Linked DNA regions of Ovis aries: region 2 is linked to region 1. A link is a contact called in public Hi-C data. All regions are on one chromosome and are shown on one strand. Each heading gives the region's core, a stretch centred on a gene start, on an enhancer-like site or on the middle of the called end of the contact. The rest is flanking DNA. Distances are from core to core; before and after follow the strand shown.

What was found. A called contact is a pair of places that touch in the nucleus more often than the background predicts.
Region 2: a contact with region 1 is called in a Hi-C map of hypothalamus, with 3 times the contacts expected there. The contact joins the promoter of CD8B here to the enhancer-like site in region 1. A contact is called at or near these places in 5 of 16 Hi-C or Micro-C datasets (blood, hypothalamus, liver and 2 more).

The regions. Positions count from the first base shown.
Region 1 is chr3:58,656,875-58,660,470 of ARS-UI_Ramb_v3.0, forward strand. No RefSeq gene overlaps it. Among named protein-coding and RNA genes, the nearest start is that of CD8A, 20 kb to the left of the region's middle. Within about 2 kb of position 2,102, at least 3 of the 54 cell types and tissues checked have an H3K27ac peak or open chromatin away from gene starts, as enhancers often do. A contact at or near this core is called in hypothalamus, where this site is marked.
Region 2 is chr3:58,708,851-58,712,446 of ARS-UI_Ramb_v3.0, forward strand. CD8B (CD8 subunit beta) reads right to left here and starts at 1,592. Exons shown (of 6, transcript XM_004007264.5): 1 at 1,529-1,592. The coding sequence starts at 1,571. LOC132659395 (a long non-coding RNA gene) reads left to right here and starts at 1,696. Exons shown (of 2, transcript XR_009599821.1): 1 at 1,696-2,139.

The sequences.
Region 1 (3,596 bases), core at 852-3,351:
CAGGTGCTGTCCCTGCCTTCCAGAAATCACATCACTTAAAATGCTCATATCATTGGTGCTTAAAGAACCTGCTTTCTTTTCAATCAGTTGTTTACTACTAATTTCAACAGTCAAATGAGACTTCAGCTCTTCTGTCTGTTCACAGAATCCAGAGTCCTGCTGTATTCACAGTTCAGGCTCTGTGAAAAAAACTTGGTGTGGCAAAATAAACTATTAAAAGGCTCCTTTCTTTCTATCCTCTCCCCCACTTCCTCCCCCCACCTCCTCCTTTTTCACCTCCTCTTCCTCCTTCTTTTTTTTTTTGGTGAGATGATTTGTTGCCTGGAAACAGTTTACCCAAAATAGAAACTTTAAAAAGGCAGTGGAAATTTTTCTTTTTACACAAGAGGGTTAATTCTTTTATTTGGCACATCCGTGAAGTAAGCTCAGCTCAACCAGTAAGTTTTACATGGTCACATTTTACAAAATATTACTTTGCGGGTGGTCAGTGTCCTGGCAGCTTTCAGGGGGCGGGGTCCGAGTTGTGTTCTTGAGTCACCCGTGTGGTGAGCTGTGGAAGCTGGAGGGCAAAGCAGTGGAAACACTGCAGGAGGGGGAACAACTGTTTCCAGAGCTAACCACCAGAACCAGAAGGCAGGCCCTCTAAAGGCCCCCAGCAGCGCCTGCAGCATGGAGACCCATTTATCAGAGCCTTCCCACGGATGAAGAGGAGGGAGGTGTGGACCTGGAAAGAAGGGGAAAAGGCAGAAAGGGGGGAGCTGGGAAAGGAAAGAAAAGGTGAGGGAACTTAAAGGCATTCCCCTCCATTCGATACTGGTCCTCCAGCTTCCCCCGCCTCCGCCCCCAAGTCCCCTGCCTTTGCTGGGCTTCAAATGATGGGGTTTAGAGGATTTCTCAGGGTGGTTTGCCCTTCTCGGTTTAGCAGGAAGGAGAGAGATGAGCTGCTCCCTCCACACCTCAGACACTGAGGTAAGGTGCCCTTCAGGAATGTCCCTGCTTATGTCCAGAGGACGACGTATGAACTAGGATCTCCCCTGAGCTCCAGTCAAGTTCTTACTGGGAAGGCAGAGCCGGCGCCCCCCGCCCCCCCTCCCCCACGGTTGTGCGGTGGAGAAAAGTACAGGGAGCTGGGGTGTGGGTGGGGTTTGCCGTGGGTGTGCGGACAGACAAGGGAACACGTGATGATACCACGATGAGGGTGCCAGGATGTGGTGGGTGCAGCCCCCGGACAGGAGCACTGGGAGCCCAGCCGCCTGCCGCCCCCAGCCAGGTGGGGTGGGGACTGGGGAGGGCGATCAGGGCGACTAGAGCCAGCTGTGCCTGAACTCAGTCTTCCTGGAGGCGAAGAAGCAGGCGTGATGGGATTGGAGGGGTGGGTGGGGAGCCAAGCTGCAGGCAGGCAGTGTTGCCAAGGCACTAGGCCGAAACAGCTCTGTGTGTCTGGGGAAGCCAGCACCTCGGAGGGCTGTTGAGGCATAGCTGATGCTCGAGAGGAGGCGGGGTCGGTTCACACTCCCTTCTTTTCTTGGTCATTCTGTTCTATACAGTTCTCTGGGCCAGACTCGGCAGAGGTCTAAAAGAGCCACACCGATGGATCCAAGGTCAATCGGTGATCTCCCGCCACCGTTTCTCCTAAGAACCCCTTTTCTTTTTTTCTGGAGACGGACAACCCTAATCAGAGGCAGGCAGCACATTTATGTTCCTACTCCAGGAAAACAGTGGCCCCAAACGGAGGTCAAGTCCTGACCTTCTGCGGCTGCACGCATAGAGCACAGAGCCCAGCGTGCAGCACTGGGGTAGAAACTGGGGCTCTGTGGTGGGTGGGCAGGACCATGCGGTCGGAAAGATGAAGACTCGCCTGAGGGGCCCTGGGTGGGCCCGAGGTGGGGGCAGGAGAAAGGAAAGATCTAGAATCTGGACCTGGAAGTGAGCTCAGAGAAGAGACCATCCAACACGTTTTTATGTTATAGAGGAAGAAAATCGGAGGCTCAGGGAGGGTGAGCAATTTAATTCAGGAGGCAGTGACTGAGCCGGAACCAAGTAATCCATGACGCTGCCTACCAAGCCGCAGCGTTGCTCTCTCAAGATAAAGTCTAATGCCCCGCTCTGTCCTGCAGGGGGCGGCGTTGCTCTAGTTTGGTCCCGGTTGAGAGTTGGGGAGGGGAAAGGAGGAAGCTTACTCCTTGGAAGAAGAGCTATGACAAACATCAGTTCAGTTCAGTAGCTCAGGTGTGTCCGACTCTTTGCGACCCCATGAATTGCAGCACGCCAGGCCTCCCTGTCCATCACCAACTCCCAGAGTTCACCCAAACTCACGTCCATCGAGTCAGTGATGCCATCCGGCCATCTCATCCTCTGTAGACAGTGTATTAAAAAGCAGATACATTACTTTGCCTATGAAGGTCCGTTTAGTAAAAGCTATGGTTATTCCAGTCGTCATTTACGGATGTGAGAGTTGGACCATAAACAAGGCTGAATGCCAAAGAATTGATGCTTTTGAACTATGGTGTTGGAGAAGACTCTTGAAAGTCCTTTGGACTGCAAGATCAAAACAGTCAATTCTAAAAGAAATCAACCCTGAATATTCACTGGAAGGACTGATGCTGAAGCTGGAACTCCAGTACTTTGGCCACTTGATGTGAAGAGCTGACTCATTGGAAAAGACCCTGATGCTGGGAAAGATTGAAGGCAGGAGGAGAAGGGGGCAACAGTGGATGAGATGGTTGGATGGCATCACCGACTCATTGGACATGAGTCTGAGCAAACTCTGGGAGATGTTGAAGAACAGGAGAGGCTGGCATGCTGCAGTCCATGAGGTCAGAGAGTCGGACATGACTGAGCAACTGAACAACAGCAAAGGAGGGAAGAATTTTGAATTTAGTTCATGCTTGCCCACCTGCAAAACTGAAGCTGGTTCATGTTCCCTCCCAGCCAGCTGGGGACCAGCCATCTTCAACGCCGCCACCCAGCTGTCCCGCATCAGTGATTTTGGACCTCGCCTTTCTCAGGAGTCCCACCCCAACTCCCAGGAGTCCTATTATTGCTGCTGCTGCTGCTGCTAAGTTGCTTCAGTCGTGTCTGACTCTGTGCGACCCCATAGATGGCAGCCCACCAGGCTCCCCCGTCCTTGGGATTCTCCAGGCAAGAACACTGGAGTGGCTTGCCATGTCCTTCTCCAATGCATGAAAGTGAAAAGTGAAAGTGAAGTCGCTCAGTCGTGTCCAACTCTTAGCGACCCCATGGACTGTAGCCTACCAGGCTCCTCCACCCAGGGGATTTTCCAGGCAAGAGCACTGGAGTAGGGTGCCATTGCCTTCTATTACGGGCCCCTAGAATTCCTCTTTTCTTCCTCCCTTGAGGGATGGGGTGGAGTGGGATGGAGGGTAAGACTTGCATTTAACTGGGGATCAAAAGACTGGTTAAAGATGGAATTTCTGGCTCCAGATAGAGGGGGGCCAGGATATGCTTCCTGTAGACTCCTAACCTCCCCATTCCCTCAATATCTACCAGTAAGTCCCTGTCCTTAGAAATAAAATGTTGATGCTTTAAGGGTGGAATGAATGCATGCATGCATGCTAAGTCGCTTCAGTTGTATC
Region 2 (3,596 bases), core at 342-2,841, 51 kb after region 1:
AACTTGAATCCCAGTTGGGGAACTAAGATCCCAGATGCTGTGTGGTGGAGCCAAAAGTAAATAAATTTTTTAAAAGAACTGATAATGCCAATATTTATCAAACTGTGCTGAACATGGTTTATGCATTATCTCATTTATTCTCACCAAAATTTTTGGGAGGAAATAACACCTATTTTACACACGAGGAAACAGAGGTTCAGGGAGGTTAACGACCTGCTTAAGGTCATACGGCCTCTATGTGGTAGATTCAGATTTAAACCCAGGTCTGGGACCCCAGAACCTAAGCTTTGTGTCACTCTCTGAAATGAGGAAACCTGTGATCCTCTCTAGGATCCCAGTCACGGGCTCATGTGCACATAGTGGGGTTGAGAATACATAGACTTCCCAGGCCCTTCTAAGAAAGCCCCAATGGGCCCCCTCTAGAGACAGACAGGTCAGAGGGGCTTTGGGGTCTTTGTGTAGGTCCTTGCCTGCGTCCTGACTCGAAGACTTCCTGGCTCAGACACACCCTGGTTTCTCTCACGCCCACTTGCTTTTCAGCCCCTGGAGACGGAACCCACGGCTGTGGTCGAGTCCCGTGTGAGCTCTGGTCCCAGGGCCAGGCCTTGCCACACGCAGGGTCTCATTTGATTCATTTCATCGTCTCAGTGAGTCACCCAGTGATCCCACTCAGAGGGACCTGCTCTTTCTAAAATGATCCGCAGTAACTCTAGTCGCTTTGAATGGCCTAGACTAGCTTCTGTTGAGATGCCATTGAGTTCACTAGGTCAGAGCCAGGCTGGCAGGCCGTGCCACCTTGGCAGGAGGACCAGTTTGGGATTTTTTGGATTAGAGAGCAAATCAACCACAAGTTAGTGGGCAGTTTGGAGTGGGGAGGGATTTCTTCTACAAGACAGACTGACTGGGCCGGCCAGAGGGACAGACTCCCTGCTCTGTTCTTGTTCCAACATTCCAACTCCATCGCTGCTTGTTCTGGAAGCTACACTGCCCACAGTACCCAACCCGGGGGAATATTCAGGAACCAAGTCACCCTGGGGGGGCACCCTGCCGCCACACCTGTCTGAAAATTGGCAACAGCCTGGTATTTGGCGAACTGTCCTACAGATACTTCCCCGGAAGTAATCAAAATGTGTCTATGGAACCCTGGGCCAAGAGATGGGCACCAAAGCCAGAACTGGGGCCCTGGCATATGACCTTCCTCTCCGGACCTCCCCATCTCTTTTCTTCTTTTCCATCTCCTTCAACTCTCCCTCCTCTCTTCCGGTCTCTGTTTTCCTAGGTTCAGGCTTTGGGGGCAGAGGTGGCCTCAGTGCAGAGGCTCTGGGGACTCCTGGGGGTAATGGGCTCCCTGGGAGGTTTTCCATCCCCAGGGACCAAGGCTGCCTCCCGGGTGCCCCCGCAGATCTGGGGCCTGGGTACGGCATCCTGCGGGGACAGCTTTGCCTAAACTTCACGCCTCAGGCCCTTCCCGCGCCCAGCGCAGAGCCCTCGCATCCAGCCCCGCGCCCCCAGGGTATCCCCGCCTTACCTGCCAGCTGCGCGGCGAGGAGGAGCCACAGCCGCGCCTGCATCTTGGCGTGCCCGGGACACCCGGTCCCAGCGGCGCTCGGCTGAGAAGGTCCGGGCGGGGCAGTTGGGGGCGGGGTGGGGTGGAGGAGGGAGCGGGGAGCGGGGAGCGGGGAGGGAGGGCCCTGGCCGGGGAGAGGGCGGGAGTCTGGTGTGAGGATGGGGAGGTCTCCGCCCTCATCCTCCACGCATTTCAAACGTCTTGGCTGCGTTTCCTCCAGTAGGGAGGCTACGCCGTTTCCCGCTCCAAGCGATCGCGCGCGTGTGGGATCGCCTTCTGCCTTGGGAGGTCAGAACAGGGTCATGACTCCATGTGACTCCAGATGAAGCAGCTGAGGCTCAGAGAAGTCAGGGTGCTCAGGAGGGTCCCTCGAGAGTGCTTATGGAGCATGACCCTAACTCCGGTCACTTCCTTCCTTTTTGAGTCGTTACCTAACCGAGAGAGCCTTCTGGGTGCCCCTGGGCCAGCAGGTCCCGGAGTGACCAAGACCCAGGCCCTGCCCTCAAGAGCACACACTTGAGACGGTGAAAGAAAGCTAACTAACAGTGACACAGAGTCTGATGCTGAGAAAGGTGAGCTGCGGCGCTGGGCTGGGCCAGGGGCACATCCAGACCTTGACTTTCAGGGTCCGGAAGAGCTGAGAAAATTATCATGCTCTCTCTACCTTTTTCACACGTGTAATTCCTGTTAAAATAACACTGAAATGGAAAGTCAGCAGCTGGTCAACAAAGCTTCCCTGGTGGCCCAGGTTCGATCCCTGGGTCAGGAAGATACCACGGAGAAGAATATGGCAACCCACTTCAGTATTCTTGCTAGGGAAATCCCACGGACAGAGGAGCTTGGTGGGCTATAGCCCATGGGATTGGAAGAGTCAAACACAACCTAGTGACTAAACCGCCACCACTATACCTAGGATTGTAATTGCTATGTTATGTAGTAATTCTGTATTTAACTTTTTGAGGAGTTTTTACAGCTATTTTTATAGCAGCTATGCCATTTTACACTTCTACCAACAATGTATGAGGGTTCCAGTTTCCCCACATCCTCACAAACATCTGTTACTTTCTATTCTTTTTTTTTTTTTTTTATATCCATTCTAGTGGCTGTGAGGTAGTGTCTTATTGTGGTTTTGATTTGCATTTTCTTAATGACTAATGATGTTAGATATCTTTTCATATGCTTCTTGGCCATTTGTATTTCTTATTTATATGTCTATTCAAATCTTTTGCCCATTTAAAATTTTAGGTTTTCTTTTTGTTGTTGAATTTTAAGAGCTCTTTATATATTCTAGATACTAGACTCTTCTCTAATACATGATTTGCAACTATTACCTCCCATACTGCTAGTTGTCTTTTCACAAAAGTTTCAAATTTTGATGAAGTCCAATATTTCTATTTTTCTTTTGGTCTTGTATTTGGAATCAATTGCTGAATACAAGATCATGAAGATTTACCCTGAAATTTTCTTCTAAGAGTTTTATAGTTTTAGTTCTTATAATTCAGTTATTGATCCATTTTGAGTTCACTTTTATATACAGTGTGAAGTAGGGGTCTAACTTCATTTTTTTTGCAAGTGGATATCTAGTTGTTATGGTGTTATTTGTTGAAAAGACTGTTCTTCCCCCATTGAAAAATCTTAGTATGCTTGTTGAAAATCAGTTGACCAAAGGTATGGGATTATTTCTAGACTCTCAGTTTTGTTGCATTGATGTATATGTCTACCATCATGCCAGCAACACATCGTTTTGATTACTGTAGTGTAATGGCCAATTTTATGTCAACTTGACCGACCACAGATACCCAGATACCTGATTAAATGTTACTTCTGGGAGTGTCTGTGAAATTGTTTCTGGAAGAGAGTAGCATGTGAATTAGTGGGCTGAGTAAAGTATATGGTCCAACCTAGTGTGAGTGAGTAACATCCAATGTGTTGAAAGGCTGAGTAAAACAAAAAGGTGGAGGGAAGTTGGATTTGCCCCCTTTCTGCTTGTCCACCTGTGCTGAACACTGATGTTTTCTTGCCCTTAGCA